Regions from separate parts of the Zea mays genome. Here region 1 is linked to region 2. Evidence: chromatin contacts called from public Hi-C data. All regions are on one chromosome and are shown on one strand. The core of a region is the stretch at or near the end of the contact, and the rest is flanking DNA. Distances in the headings are between cores, read along the strand shown.

Region 1 (6,636 bases), core at 2,331-4,830, 340 kb after region 2:
TGTTCAGTTCATGAATTTTAAAATGTGAAAACAGCATCGTATACTAGCAATTTACCATGATTATAGGCCCATCTTGCAATAAACTTGTGCACCTCATGCTCTCGTTCTTTCCATAGTTCCTTGTTCAGCTGCTGTTGTTTGAATGAATCAGCCTTGGTAGGATCAATAGCACGTGTCCATTTGTCAATTGGCCCTAATTTGTGAGGCTGTGAGCTTCCAACACAAGTGACTTCTTCTGACTCCTCTCCAACCCTAGATACATTCACTTCCTCTCTAAGTTCTAGCTCACGAACAGTCTTCTCCTCCCTCTTCCTTTTTGCAGCCTCTATTGCTTTCTTGCACTTCTCTTTAGCCTCTAGAGCCTGCGGTGTTGTAGACGTGCATTTCTTCACATTCTTTCCAACATGGGCAAGATGCTCCTTCAACCTATAAATCCCTCCCCTCATCTCCTTGTCACAGAACTTACACTTCACCTTGTCTTTGTTGTTAGCATCAACAAGAACACCATATTCCCATCCAACATCATCTGAATTTCTTTTTAGGAGATTCGCTCTAGCTGCTTCAGTTTCAGAAGGTGCAGCTGCAGTTTCTGATGACATCTTTAAGTTTCAGAATGCTATCCTTTCTCTTGACCGCAGTCTGCAGGATCTAGAGGCTAAAACCAAGGGAGGAAAGCAGGGGAGGCCAAGTTAGCAGGAGAGGCCAAGTTAGCGGATGGGGATGAGCAGGGAGGGGAGCAGCCGGCGGGGGAGGAGAACTCACCTTGGCACTGGCAGGAAGCAGGGACGACGGGGACGAGGGAGGCCGGCGGCTGCACTTCCTCCGGCGCGTTATAGCGGCTGTCGGCTGGATTTTGCCGCGCGGGGAGGAGAGATGCCGATCGGGACAGCGGCTGGATTTTGCCGCGCTGGGAGGAGGGAGTCCGAGCGGGATAGCAGCTGGGAGGAGGGATTTTCCCGCGCGGGAGGAGCACGGCGCGCGCGCGCTAAAAACCTGGCCGCGCGCTAAAAATCTAAGCGCGCTAAAAACTTGGCCGCCTACGCGCCCGCCTACGGCGCCTGCGCACCGCAAACTCGCCGCGGAGGCGCGGCTGAGCGCCGCCTAGACGCCGCACAGCCCCCTAGGCTACGCGTCAGCCCGTCGATTAGCGCCTAGGCGCGCCTAGCCGCCGCCTAACCGCCGCCTAGCCGAACCCTGCTTAGGTCATAGCTGTTGTTTCACGGTTTCACCTTAGTGTTACTTTAACTTATAGTGCAATTGCTGTTTCCCCGCTTTTTTTGGTGTTGTTAAACTTAAGTGAAAGTTCTCATGGTTCACAGCTTCTGCACAACCAATGTTATTGACCTTTAAGGTTCTCTGCGCTTTTTTATGCTTTCCCTTGGTTCTAAGTTGAAGAGATCTTAATGTTTATGGTATGATGGATCCTGCTTGACCACAAAGATTTGGATGTTTATGGTATGATGGCTCCTGCTTGACCACAAAGATTTGGAAGGTTGAAGTGATTTAAAATGTTTTAAGACTTAGCCTTTGATTGTTCTCTCTCTCTTGTTTGTTACTTCAAAAGCATCTGAAGTTTACTCCTAGAATTCTAATTTGTAAAACCACCTGCAATCTGCAGATCGGGATCAGATTGCTTTTGGAAGAATCCAGAAGAGCAAGCAAATATCACATCTAGTCATGCACAACCGCCTACTATTTTGGAAGAGGGCCTAGTGTTAGTAATAGTGAAACAAATGGAGTCAGTCCTCAGACTAATCAGCCTATCACTTCTTAGATGGAAACTGATATTGATGTGCTCTTTGAGAAGGATGTTGATTTGTCGTTGGGAAATCTGGGCCATTGTTGTCGCTGGAAACTATCTTTTTTCCATCCTACAACAGTCCCTGTCAACTACACATTCTCACTAGGATCTACATTCTCACTAGGATCTTTGTTCTAGTACTTGATTTGTCTTTGAATCACTGGAGTGCTCCATTACGTACAAGTGATGATTGGCTAAGTTCTGAGGTGATATGCTCCATCATGTACAAATGATGATTTGAAAACATCAGACATCACACATTCCAACAAAAAACAAAAAACTTAGAGTCCCTTTGGAATGCAGAAATTTTGGAGGATTCATACAAGAATTTCACAGGAATCAATTCATTTTTGCAGGAAAAACACTTGAAACAGAAAGAATTCCCACATTCTAAAGGGAGACTTAGCTCGGTATACACCTTCACACAAATATTTAGCAAAAATCTTCAAAAATCATGGCCTGACCAGCGCAACTAAACAACAATACAACTTAAGCCAATCTCATAGCTAGGTAAACCAAACATCATCTAAAATTGTGCAACCACTTTGGGCCAGGTGCAACGAAAACAGACATCTGGGGGCTTCCTCTAGCCAGCCAGGTGTTTCCATCCTTGCTATGGTTTCTAGTCATGTCAGGTTCTGACCACCCTACCAAACATGTCTATGTGTTGTTATATGGACATTTTGTAATGCCTGAAGCTGTGTGTTAGTCTCTGTTTTTTATGTTTTGGAGAGAGAGAGAGGCTAGGATGGAACGACCGAAGCATCATGTGGATATAAGAAGGCCAGAAGCGTCATTTCAGGTTGCTGGGGGAGAAAACATTAAAAAGAGTTCCTAAGGGTTGAAAGGATATGTTTTAGAGGAGAAAACGTATTTAAGGGTACGAAAACAAATATCACGTATTAAAGGGTAAATGATGAAAGGGGCGTGGAGAAAATTATGAAAAAAAAACTCCATTTTACAATGTATCAGGTTTTATTAAAAGAGTTTTTCTCAATAGGACGGTGATACTTTTAGCGCATGTACAATTTATTTAATATGATTTTTTAAGGGACTTTAAAGGGTTAACTGAAAAAAACATGAGAGTTTATCATCTAGAGATTTAAGATTGTGTTATGTAGTCTCCTATATTTAGAAAATCGATTGAAAGGCTCAGGTACGGAAAAAATGTCTTAGACGTAATCTCGATTCCTGGTGTGACTAGAGATGGCAATGGGTACCCGCTACCCGAAACCCGGTGGGTTTTTGCTCTATTAGGGTATGGGTTTGGGTCAATTTCTCTACCCACGGGTTTGTTAATGGGTTCAAACGGAAACCCAACGGGTACGTGGGCATGGGTTTGTTCTTCCACTACCCATACCCGCAAACCCATGGGTTTTTAAAACCCGCCTTAAAATTAACATTTCTTATAAATATGTCTCATAATATTACTAATTGAATATGTTCTAATTGAAATAAACTTTATGTAACAAAATTTAGGCTAAAATTAGTTACCACTTGCTCCTTTTATGCTAGCTTATTAATGTATTGATTGTCATTTACATAATGAATTATTTTTTATGTTGATGTTAGTGGGTATGGGAAACCCGTTGGGTACCCGAAACCCGCATGGGTATGGGTTTGGGCAAAATTTTATACCCGTCATGGGTATGGGTTTTTTAGCGGGCGTATTTTTTCTTCGCGGGTACGGGTTTGGGCAAGTAATACCCAGCGGGTTTTTACCCATTGCCATCTCTAGGTGTGACACGTAAAAATTTCATTGCTGGCTCAGCTTGCGCCATACCGCGTCGTGCGGAGTTCTTCTCTCCTTCCGCTCGAAGAGAAGAGAAAAAAGAACGGTCCGTGCTCGGCTGCCGTGAATCTCTCTCACCTCCCCGAAGCAAGCGAGCGGGGCAGCGCGCCAGGAAGGATCGGAGGAGACGCCATCAATCAGCACTTGCACGCGCGCGGTCGGCCGCAGGTGGAGGAAGAAGATGGGCCTGTGCTCGTGCTGCTGCCGGTGCCTGGAGCTGCTGTGCTCGGTCCTCCTCCCGCCCCTCGGCGTCTGCCTCCGCCACGGCTGCTGCTCCGTGAGTCCCGCTCTATCCTCCCCTTCCCTGCTTGCTTTGCTCTGCTCTTACAGCCCGTTGCCTTTCTGGGCAGATGGAGTTCTGGATCAGTGTGCTGCTCACCATCCTCGGCTACCTCCCCGGCGTCCTCTACGCCGTGTACGTCATCTGCTCCGTCGACCCCCACCGCCACCGCGACAACGACGACTACGTCTACGTAGCATGACAAGATGGACCGGTCCCCGTGGTGCTCTGGTCCGTGTCTCTGCTGCTACCTCCGTCCTCTGTGCTGTGTGCATCTTTTTGTTTGGTTTAGTAAACTAAATCCATCCTGTGGCCTTCTGTAAACTGTAAATTCGTATGTCGAATCTGACAATCTGGACGGATTCATTCCATAAACTAAGATCTGGTGTTGCGGGATCTGTGGAGTTAGTTAGGGTTACTTTGCTACCTCGTTCAGTTGTGCTTGTGAAATGAAACTGCAGATGGTTATTAAATCCCCTGCATTTTCCCTCATTGCCCGTTGTGCCTTTTGCATTTCAATCCATCCTTGCATTGCCTAACTTTTAGCGAGCAATCAAGCACCATGCCACTAGACTTGAATACAGCTACTCCTTACCAAAACAAAAACCATGAGAACTGAAAAGCAATCGATGAAATAAGGGTTTTATGAACAGTACTTGTTTAGAAACAGGTTCTGAGATCCATTCCCTGTTAGTAACAAAGCATGGAATTTTAACAGCTAGGGGATCATCATGTTCAATGATTCGGAGAGGGTCAAAGCCTCTATTAGCCATATTAGCTAGTGGTGTCAATTCGGAACTGTTCTTACAAGCTCATTGCTCCATAGTAAATATTGTCTAAGTTCTAACTCTAAAAAAGTAAAAAGGCCTAGCATAACATAGTAGGAAACCATGCTCCCATAATCACATCTGAGAGGCCTTGACATGCTGAGCGAATCTTGAGTGTCTGTGATTCATAAGGGCTTCTGGGTTTCCTTCTTCAACCTAAAGTGGAGCGGCATAGTGTTAGATAACTCCGACATTTAATCGGACAATAAGGCATTTGAACAAAAGCATACTCATGACCTGGTCTGTCATAGAATTAAAACGTTGATCCATTTTGGTCTGTCACTTGGTTTAAGACTGTGTTTAACATAAATTTTGAACAGATGTGGCATCCTCATTTGTATTTGTTATGATATATCATTCTTGTGATTTGTGAAATGTTATTTCGGTACATATGTTCTGAGTTCATTCCCACATTCCACTTTGGTTTTTGCAATGGTCCTTCAAAATGTCAATCCTAGTAGCGCAACTTACCAGTTTTCCTTGATCAAGAACTAGAATATTGTCCATCTTCATCACTGTTGAAATACGATGCGCTATGGTGAGAACAGTCATGCCTTTGCATTCAGCAGAAATAGTATTTTGCAACAGGGAGGCTGTTTGGTTGTCAACATTGGCTGTGCATTCATCTAGACAAAGCACCTGCAGAATCATTAACAATTACATACATCACTTATTTGATCATCTCTGACTGAGATTTTTTAACTCATCATGAAAACTGATAGAATTAGCCAGATGAATTTTATTAGGCTTTTGCACATTTGTTTATCTGCTATAAGATATACTTCAATGATAAGATAGCCCGTACCTTGGATGATTTTAGGATGGCTCGGGCAAGGCATAGGAGCTGCCGCTGCCCTACTGAAAAAGATGCACCGCTTTCTTTCACATGAATGTCAAGTCCACCTATTGATTCTACCTGTCCCTTCATATGGCAGTTTTCAAGAACTTCCCATATCCTAAGATCTGTTTTTGTATTGAAAGGATCCAGGTTTTCCCTGTCATGTATATTCACTATTAAAATATTGAATGTTGAACATTATTTTTTGTTTATTCCCTAATCAGTGCAAGCATGAAAATAGTCAGCATGAAAACAGTGAAAAGCCAGCCTGAAAACTCTGAAAAAGAGGATCAGTAGTTACCTCAAAGACCCATCAAACAAAAAGGGGCTCTGTGGGACCACTGCAAAATGTCCACGGAGTTCTCGGACGGCAACTTTAGCCAAATCAATGCCATCTACTAATATGCGGCCGTTCCAAATTGGAACTAAGCGGAAAAGTGCATTCAGTATACTTGATTTGCCTGCTCCAGTCCTTCCTATTATTCCAACCTAAAAGGCAGCACAGATTTCAGGATACCTTCACAAAATCAAAATAATTCAGTGGAAGTCTTGGAAGCATCGTACCTGCATGCCTGATGCAATAAGGAACGAAACGTCACTTAAAGCAGGTGGGAGCTCTGGCTTGTACTTCAGTGTTACATGTTCAAACTCGATCTTCCCTTCCGTTGGCCAGCTTCTCGGTGGAGGTTCTGATCCCTGGAGTTCTTCTTGAGGTATGCCAATGTACTGCAAGCATCATCAAACTATTAGAGCTAGAGACATGCTTGATGAATAAGAGTATAAGATTCTTTGGGTTACCTCGTCAACCCTTTCCACGGAGATCATTTCCTTTTCTGTCTCTGTAAAGGTGGTTAAGAAGCCATTGAGCAATGATACTACCGGTGCTGCATATGATAAAGCCAGGCCCACCTGCAATATATATTATTTTTAATATTGATTTGTATCTAGTACTTTGAACAGAATTATATTTATAATTTGCATCGAGATGGAAATGCCTAAGCACAAGGTCAGCAATTGTGTCCAATAAAACCTACCAGTCCAGGTGTTGCAAAGTTGACAAGAGAACTGCTATGGAAGCTGATAGTAGCCATCATGGCG
Region 2 (6,264 bases), core at 154-2,653:
TGAGGGGATTGCTCAGTACCTTCTTGGTGACACACAAGGCCCACCGGTTTCTGCTTCAGACGAGAGATCACTGATGGCCAGGGTGGACTCCCTCTGCTGTTTGATTCAGAAAGACACAGTGCCGGTTACCAAACCAAAACCTGAGCCAAATGACAGCGACAGCATCGGTGTTGAAGCCTCGGATGGTTCCGACGAAGAATTCAGCTCTGCACCAACTGGGAAACCTACAGATGCCACCAATCTACCAGCCATGTCAAGAAAGGATTCGTTTGGGGAGCTGCTGACTAACCTCCCCCGCATTGCCTCGCTACCACAGTTCCTCTTCAAGATACCAGAGGGTACAGAGAACTGAAGCTGGAAGTCAAGACCTCGCGCCCTTATGCTGTAAAGATTGTACCCAAGCAATAAGAAATCCGGTAGGTTGTATTCTGGTGCACCAGTTCCCCGCCCTGTAAATGTGACACTCGGTAGGTTGCCCCAGCTGTGTGTTTCGCGACTGAAATGGGTAGTGGAAAAATTGAGATGTTCGTTGGTTCTTTTAACTCAATCGTGTCCCACGCAAAACTTCTGAGCTTAATTTTCAGGCGGCACCTCCACTGGTACCCTGTATGTTCCTGATTGACGTGTATATAAAGGTTGTTTCGATCTGTCATGAACGTAAGGTTTTCAGATTGACATGTTCCAGATTGACGTGAATGTAATGTTTTCATCTGTCATAACTCATAACCACTCAGTTTCGTTGTTAATTTTGTGCCATAACTCAAACACTCGGTCCCGTTTTTAGTTTTGGGTCTGTTAGGTTGGCTTTTAATTTTTACGCGACTATAATCATGTCAAACCAAAATAGACCGTGGCTTGGTGTGCACGTGATGGGCTGATGGCGTTGGCGTGCCGGGCCGTGCCGCGCTCCACCCAACATAATCACACGATCCGCACCCAAGACCAAACACATCATCATGCTAGTTCCTCACCTGCAACTGCAAGTCTGTCACCCCGCTCACGGGACCAGATCGCAGTGTTGTATACGCTATATATTTCGCGGCATAGTTGCGTAGCTACAGTATTTCATCAATTATATTTATAGCGCGTGCAAATCGTTATGATACTAGTATTGACCATAGCAAGAAATCGTGTGTTATATAAAGGAAAAAATATAATAGTGGAATTAGAATGAATAAAATATGTATTAATAGTTGATATAGAAGGAATATATATATAGCGGTAGTGTGGAAAATTATAATATAAAGTAAGGAATCTTGACGACTAAAGGATTATAGATCAAAGATATGGCACTGAGGATAGCCTCACGGGCGGCGGCTCGCGTGTCCCGCCAGCTAGCCGCACACTTTCCTCTCTTTCAGTTTCGCTTCGCAGACTTCGCTTGCGCTTCACCCAACCTTAACCGCAACGGTTCCCGTGCGGAGTTTTTATTATGAATGAATGAATACGAATTCAGAGCACGAGCGCCGTTGATTGGCCGCTACTAGTACTACCAGCTAGGCCACTGCTCCTCTGCTACCCGCTAACCTCGCGCCGGAGTCGTCGCCCACGATGGCCTACCGATCCGCAGTGCTCTTGCCCGCCCTCCTACTGGCCGTCGCCGTCGTCGTGGCCTCCGCCGCCGCCGGGGACGGGAGGTGGCGGGAGGAGCAGGCGCGGGACCGGGTGCCGCGGGTGCCGGGGCAGGCCTTCAACACCAGCTTCGCGCAGTACGCCGGGTACGTGACCGTCAGCGAGCAGCGCGGCGCTGCGCTCTTCTACTGGTTCTTTGAGGCCGAGAAGGACCCGGGGTCCAAGCCCCTCGTGCTCTGGCTCAACGGAGGTGCGTGCGCTACCTACCTACGTACCCATACCTTATCACCCGCCCGCCTGCTGCGTGCTTCGCTTCGCGATCCGTTTCGTACTGTGATGACTGTTTGGGTCTGATGGGTACTTGGGGGAGATCTGTGGACTAATCATCTGATTGAGGTTGCGGGGGATCGGGCAACCAAGGATTTTCGGACTTCGGTGTAGGTGACCTGTGGTCTCCAGCTTGTTTTTTAACAGGGGAGCCGAGAGTGATGCCTTGCGTGCGCTGTGTGTACATGCACAGATGCTTGTGGTACCCTCATTCTTGCCAGGACTAGGATTTAGCTTGGGGGCCGTAAGTTTAGATCAAGTATTAAATATACTCTAATTACAAAACTAATTACATCGATCAAGATTAAACTTTAATAGAAAAAGAGAGAGACGAGGATTAAACGACAAGACAAATCTGTTAAAACTAATTAGTCCATGATTCACTCATGTGATGCTACAATAAACATTTACTTATCATATGTTCATTTGTGTAATTAGACTACATTTAAACATCCTATGTGATACTAACTAAACTTTAGTAAAGGGGTATCCATTGTCTGGATAGCTCTTTTAATTTTCACCCAACTCTCTCTCTGAATGACGACTGTGCAAGCATGCAAGCAAGTTGGATCTCTAGATCGTGATCTAATTTGTCGTTTTTTAATAAAGCTACATGAGTTGGTGGTCGTGAGCATTAGATTTAAGCTATATATAAGTAGAACTTTTTTTTTCTCAAACACGCAGGAGACCTGCTTATCATTTCATAAATAGAAGAAAACAGAAAGAAAAAGGACAGGTCCACAGCCCACACACCCGAAAGCTAACAACATGGAAAGGCCCTTGGCCCCAGCCATACACCACAGAGTGTGGTCGTCGTCGGCCAACCCTAACACACTATACAAATTAGGAGAGATCCCCTTGAAGACGCAATCGTTGCGGTGTTGCCAAATATCCCAAGCTCCAAGGATCACCAGCGAATTGAAACCAATCTTGCGAGGACCATCACCTAGATCGACAGAGCTGCTCCACCATATATAAGTAGAACTAGTAGGCAACAGGTTACCATTGGGTTATTGGTAGACTTATCCGGTCCATGATATGTTTCTCTTTACTGAAGTTCATCTGTTGTACGGTAGCACAATATATCAGTTAAATTACTTCATGTAAATCTTTCAGGGCCTGGATGCTCGTCCATTGCTTTTGGACTTGGAGAAGAAGTAGGACCTTTCCATGTTAACGCAGATGGGAAGGGGGTCCATGTCAATCCTTATTCTTGGAACAAAGGTACCATCCAATTAAACAAATATGTTCACAAACAATACTACTGTTTTCCGTTTTTAATTTCTGCATGTGTTGTTATGTGTTTTTTCTTTGCACTTTTGTTTCCGATCTCCACGGATTGTTGGATTGTTGATACTGTCAGTAAATTGTATTTTTTTTCTATTATACAACTAACCTCAGTTAGGCAGCAGTTTACTACATTTCGCAGTAGCTTAGCATTCTTAGCCTTTGCTTTTTTGTGAAGCAAACTGGTAGGCTTGTATATACAATCTGGGAAGGATCACAACTGTGAAAAGATGAACATGAAAAAAAGAAGAAAGAACGGTTTTTCGAGTATGCCTGCCAACTAATTTTTTCCCTGGATTTTAATCTTTCCTTAAGCTCAACCTTATTAGCACAAATTCTTGCCTTTAGTCGTGGAGTTGATTTCAGTTCTGTTAGATGCAAAGTGCAACTTGACCATTGATTCATGAACCTTTTCTAAGTTCTGATAACCATATTGGATAAAACTCTTGTTCCATTCTTTTTAGAACTTTCCTTTTTAGCAAAACTGTTAAGATTTTTCTATAGCTAAGCTTACATGGTCTTTTTTTCTTCTTCTTCTATCGAACAAGTCAGGATAGCCGTGTGACATTTGATACAAGAAAAAGAGTAGCGTATCAGTTCTTATACACTGTTTAACCCACCTTTATACTTCATTACTTCAAGGACAGATCTGTTAATAACGTCTTTCGTTTTGCAGTTGCAAATTTACTGTTCCTTGATTCACCTGTTGGTGTTGGTTACTCATATTCAAACACCTCTGATGATGCTTTAAAAAATGGGGATGCAAGAACTGGTACTGTAGTCCCTGCACTATTGTATTCCTGGCCCTGAAAGAAATTTTATTAGAATTTTCTCACTGGTTCTCTCAATATTTTACAGCCACGGATTCATTGGCATTCTTACTGAAGTGGCTTGAACGCTTTCCTCAATACAAGGAACGCGAATTTTATTTGACAGGGGAGAGTTATGCTGGTGTGTACCTTCTATGAAATTCTCTGTGTATTAACAACTATTTTTTTCTTTCTAAAAACATGGCAAAACTTTGATGGAACTCCAATTTGGTTAGGTCACTATGTTCCTCAACTGGCTCAAGCCATAAAAAGGCACCATGAGGCTACTGGTGACAAATCAATTAATCTAAAGGGCTATATGGTATGTTTTTGGTAATTTTGCCTTTACTTCTCCAATACCACCAACTAAATTAGATATTTCTTGTTATATTTATAATTTACTTTGAAGTTTTTTGTTGTCCCTTGTGTCCTATGTCCTTGTCATAAAAGAACCTTGAACTTTTGATTTGCAAATCAAGTGTATTGTTATCCTAATTAGTATGTTGGGCTAATGCAATGGTTGACTGACCTTTGTCTGCTACCCACTTATATATGTTATCCTAATTAGTATTGTTATGTTTCCTCATTGGTTTTGCTTTATTGATTATCAAAGGATCGTATTTGATAGTTGGCTCCAATCTGTATTGAGATGTATTTTGAACTATATCAACCAGAATTATAGTGTTGTTTCGTTATATTTAAGTCATTCTATGCAGGTAGGGAATGCTCTCACTGATGATTTCCATGACCACTATGGAATATTTCAATTCATGTGGACTACTGGCCTGATCTCTGATCAAACATACAAGCTGCTGAATGTTTTCTGTGACTACGAGTCCTTCGTGCATTCGTCTCCACAGTGTGATAAGATTATGGATATTGCTAGCACTGAAGCTGGAAACATTGATTCATATAGCATCTTCACACCTACATGTCATGCATCTTTTGCCTCTTCAAAGAACAAAGTGATGAAAAGGCTACATGTAAGTTTTGAATCCAAAACTCAAGCGATAGTACGTAGTTTCTGGAGTACATGAGTAGCAATGAAAATCTAACAGAGTTATCATGTCCTAAATGCTCGTGTTCAAATTCATCATACACATGTGGACATTTGATTTTGTAAATTTATATAATAAAAAGTAATGGTTAATATAATCGATTATGTGAATTCTCTATTGTTGATCCTAATGCCACACCAACATGCATGCAAACACCAATAGAGGCACATAAATTAATATAAGGTGAAAGTAGCAGAAACTACCAGGCTACCACCTACCCTATTTGTTATAATAGTAAAGACTGAAGATATATCACTACATTTTGACTCTGCTGCATATATATGTGTAAGTTACATGACTGTTGCTTTCTCCCAAAAATAAAAAGGAATATTGCAGTTTTAGATTCACTGTTAGTCTTTTTTTGTACTTAAAAATTCTCAAAGGAGTTCCATTTGGGCTACAGTCTAGTTTACAATCTCATCCTAATTCTGGTATCTCAGATCGGGGTCCAGAAACCACCTGACCAAACCAGGAATTTGGGCTACATGTATATTGTTTTAAATGGATTGCGTAGAACACTACTAACGTTTAGGGGTGAAAACGGAAATGGTAATTTTCGGATACCAGGAACTGTTTTCGAAGTTTTACCGAAATTTAGGTCTAAACGAAAACGGTTACCGAAAATACGGAAACGGAATCGGAAACGGTTTGGATCTCTTCCGACCGTTTCCGAAAATTACCATTTTTATTTGGTATTTTACCGTCGATAATAAATTCTGTATTTTTCAGAAAAATATTAAATCTGAACCGATCTTTATAAATTCATTTTAGCTTAGAAAAATATGAAACAAATTTTATTATTTTTCCTAAAATCAAGATCTATCTAATGGTATATAGTTTAGAAATTGGAATCATTTGAAACTTTTATAAATCTATTTATGTTTTCTTACCTGCTATTACTCTTGATACGTATATTCATAATTTGCACGAGAACTTAAGAAAGACCAAGAAGACACTAATTATATTGACTATGCCAAGTAGTAGGAGTACAATTAGAATGTAAGTGTCATATCATTATACACATCTTGATTCTACTTTATTTACATACATAATAATGATTTTATTATTGTATGAATTCTTACCTTATATATTTATTGTGACCTCCTATCTTATATATTATTACTAATTTTGTATGAATATATGACTTGCGTGAATTTTTGAAGTCAATTGAGGGTACATGTTATAATTTTTATCGATCGTATTTTGGATTC

What was found. Hi-C and Micro-C count contacts between places; a contact is called where the count stands out from the background.
Region 1: a Hi-C map of tassel shows a contact between it and region 2, with 2.1 times the contacts expected there. The contact joins the promoter of LOC100285363 here to the promoter of LOC100279978 in region 2. A contact is called at or near these places in 2 of 25 Hi-C or Micro-C datasets (bundle sheath and tassel).

What each region holds. Positions count from the first base shown.
Region 1 is chr9:14,277,334-14,283,969 of Zm-B73-REFERENCE-NAM-5.0, forward strand. LOC100285363 (hydrophobic protein LTI6B) reads left to right here and starts at 3,581. Exons shown (of 2, transcript NM_001158255.2): 1 at 3,581-3,870; 2 at 3,944-4,346. The coding sequence starts at 3,775. The coding sequence ends at 4,075. It overlaps LOC103637972 (ABC transporter C family member 13), which reads right to left. Exons shown (of 36, transcript XM_008660967.3): 30 at 6,573-6,636; 31 at 6,337-6,447; 32 at 6,103-6,264; 33 at 5,840-6,027; 34 at 5,506-5,695; 35 at 5,172-5,339; 36 at 4,504-4,856. The coding sequence ends at 4,776. LOC100382549 reads left to right here. Exons shown (of 2, transcript NR_159452.1): 2 at 1,619-1,827. It overlaps LOC103637973 (a long non-coding RNA gene), which reads right to left and starts at 124. Exons shown (of 2, transcript XR_004852551.1): 1 at 56-124.
Region 2 is chr9:13,943,280-13,949,543 of Zm-B73-REFERENCE-NAM-5.0, forward strand. It overlaps LOC100279978 (Serine carboxypeptidase K10B2.2), which reads left to right and starts at 1,404. Exons shown (of 10, transcript NM_001152926.1): 1 at 1,404-1,822; 2 at 3,016-3,123; 3 at 3,863-3,958; 4 at 4,045-4,137; 5 at 4,232-4,317; 6 at 4,712-4,978. The coding sequence starts at 1,552. It overlaps LOC100275680, which reads left to right. Exons shown (of 6, transcript NM_001149708.2): 6 at 1-717. The coding sequence ends at 352.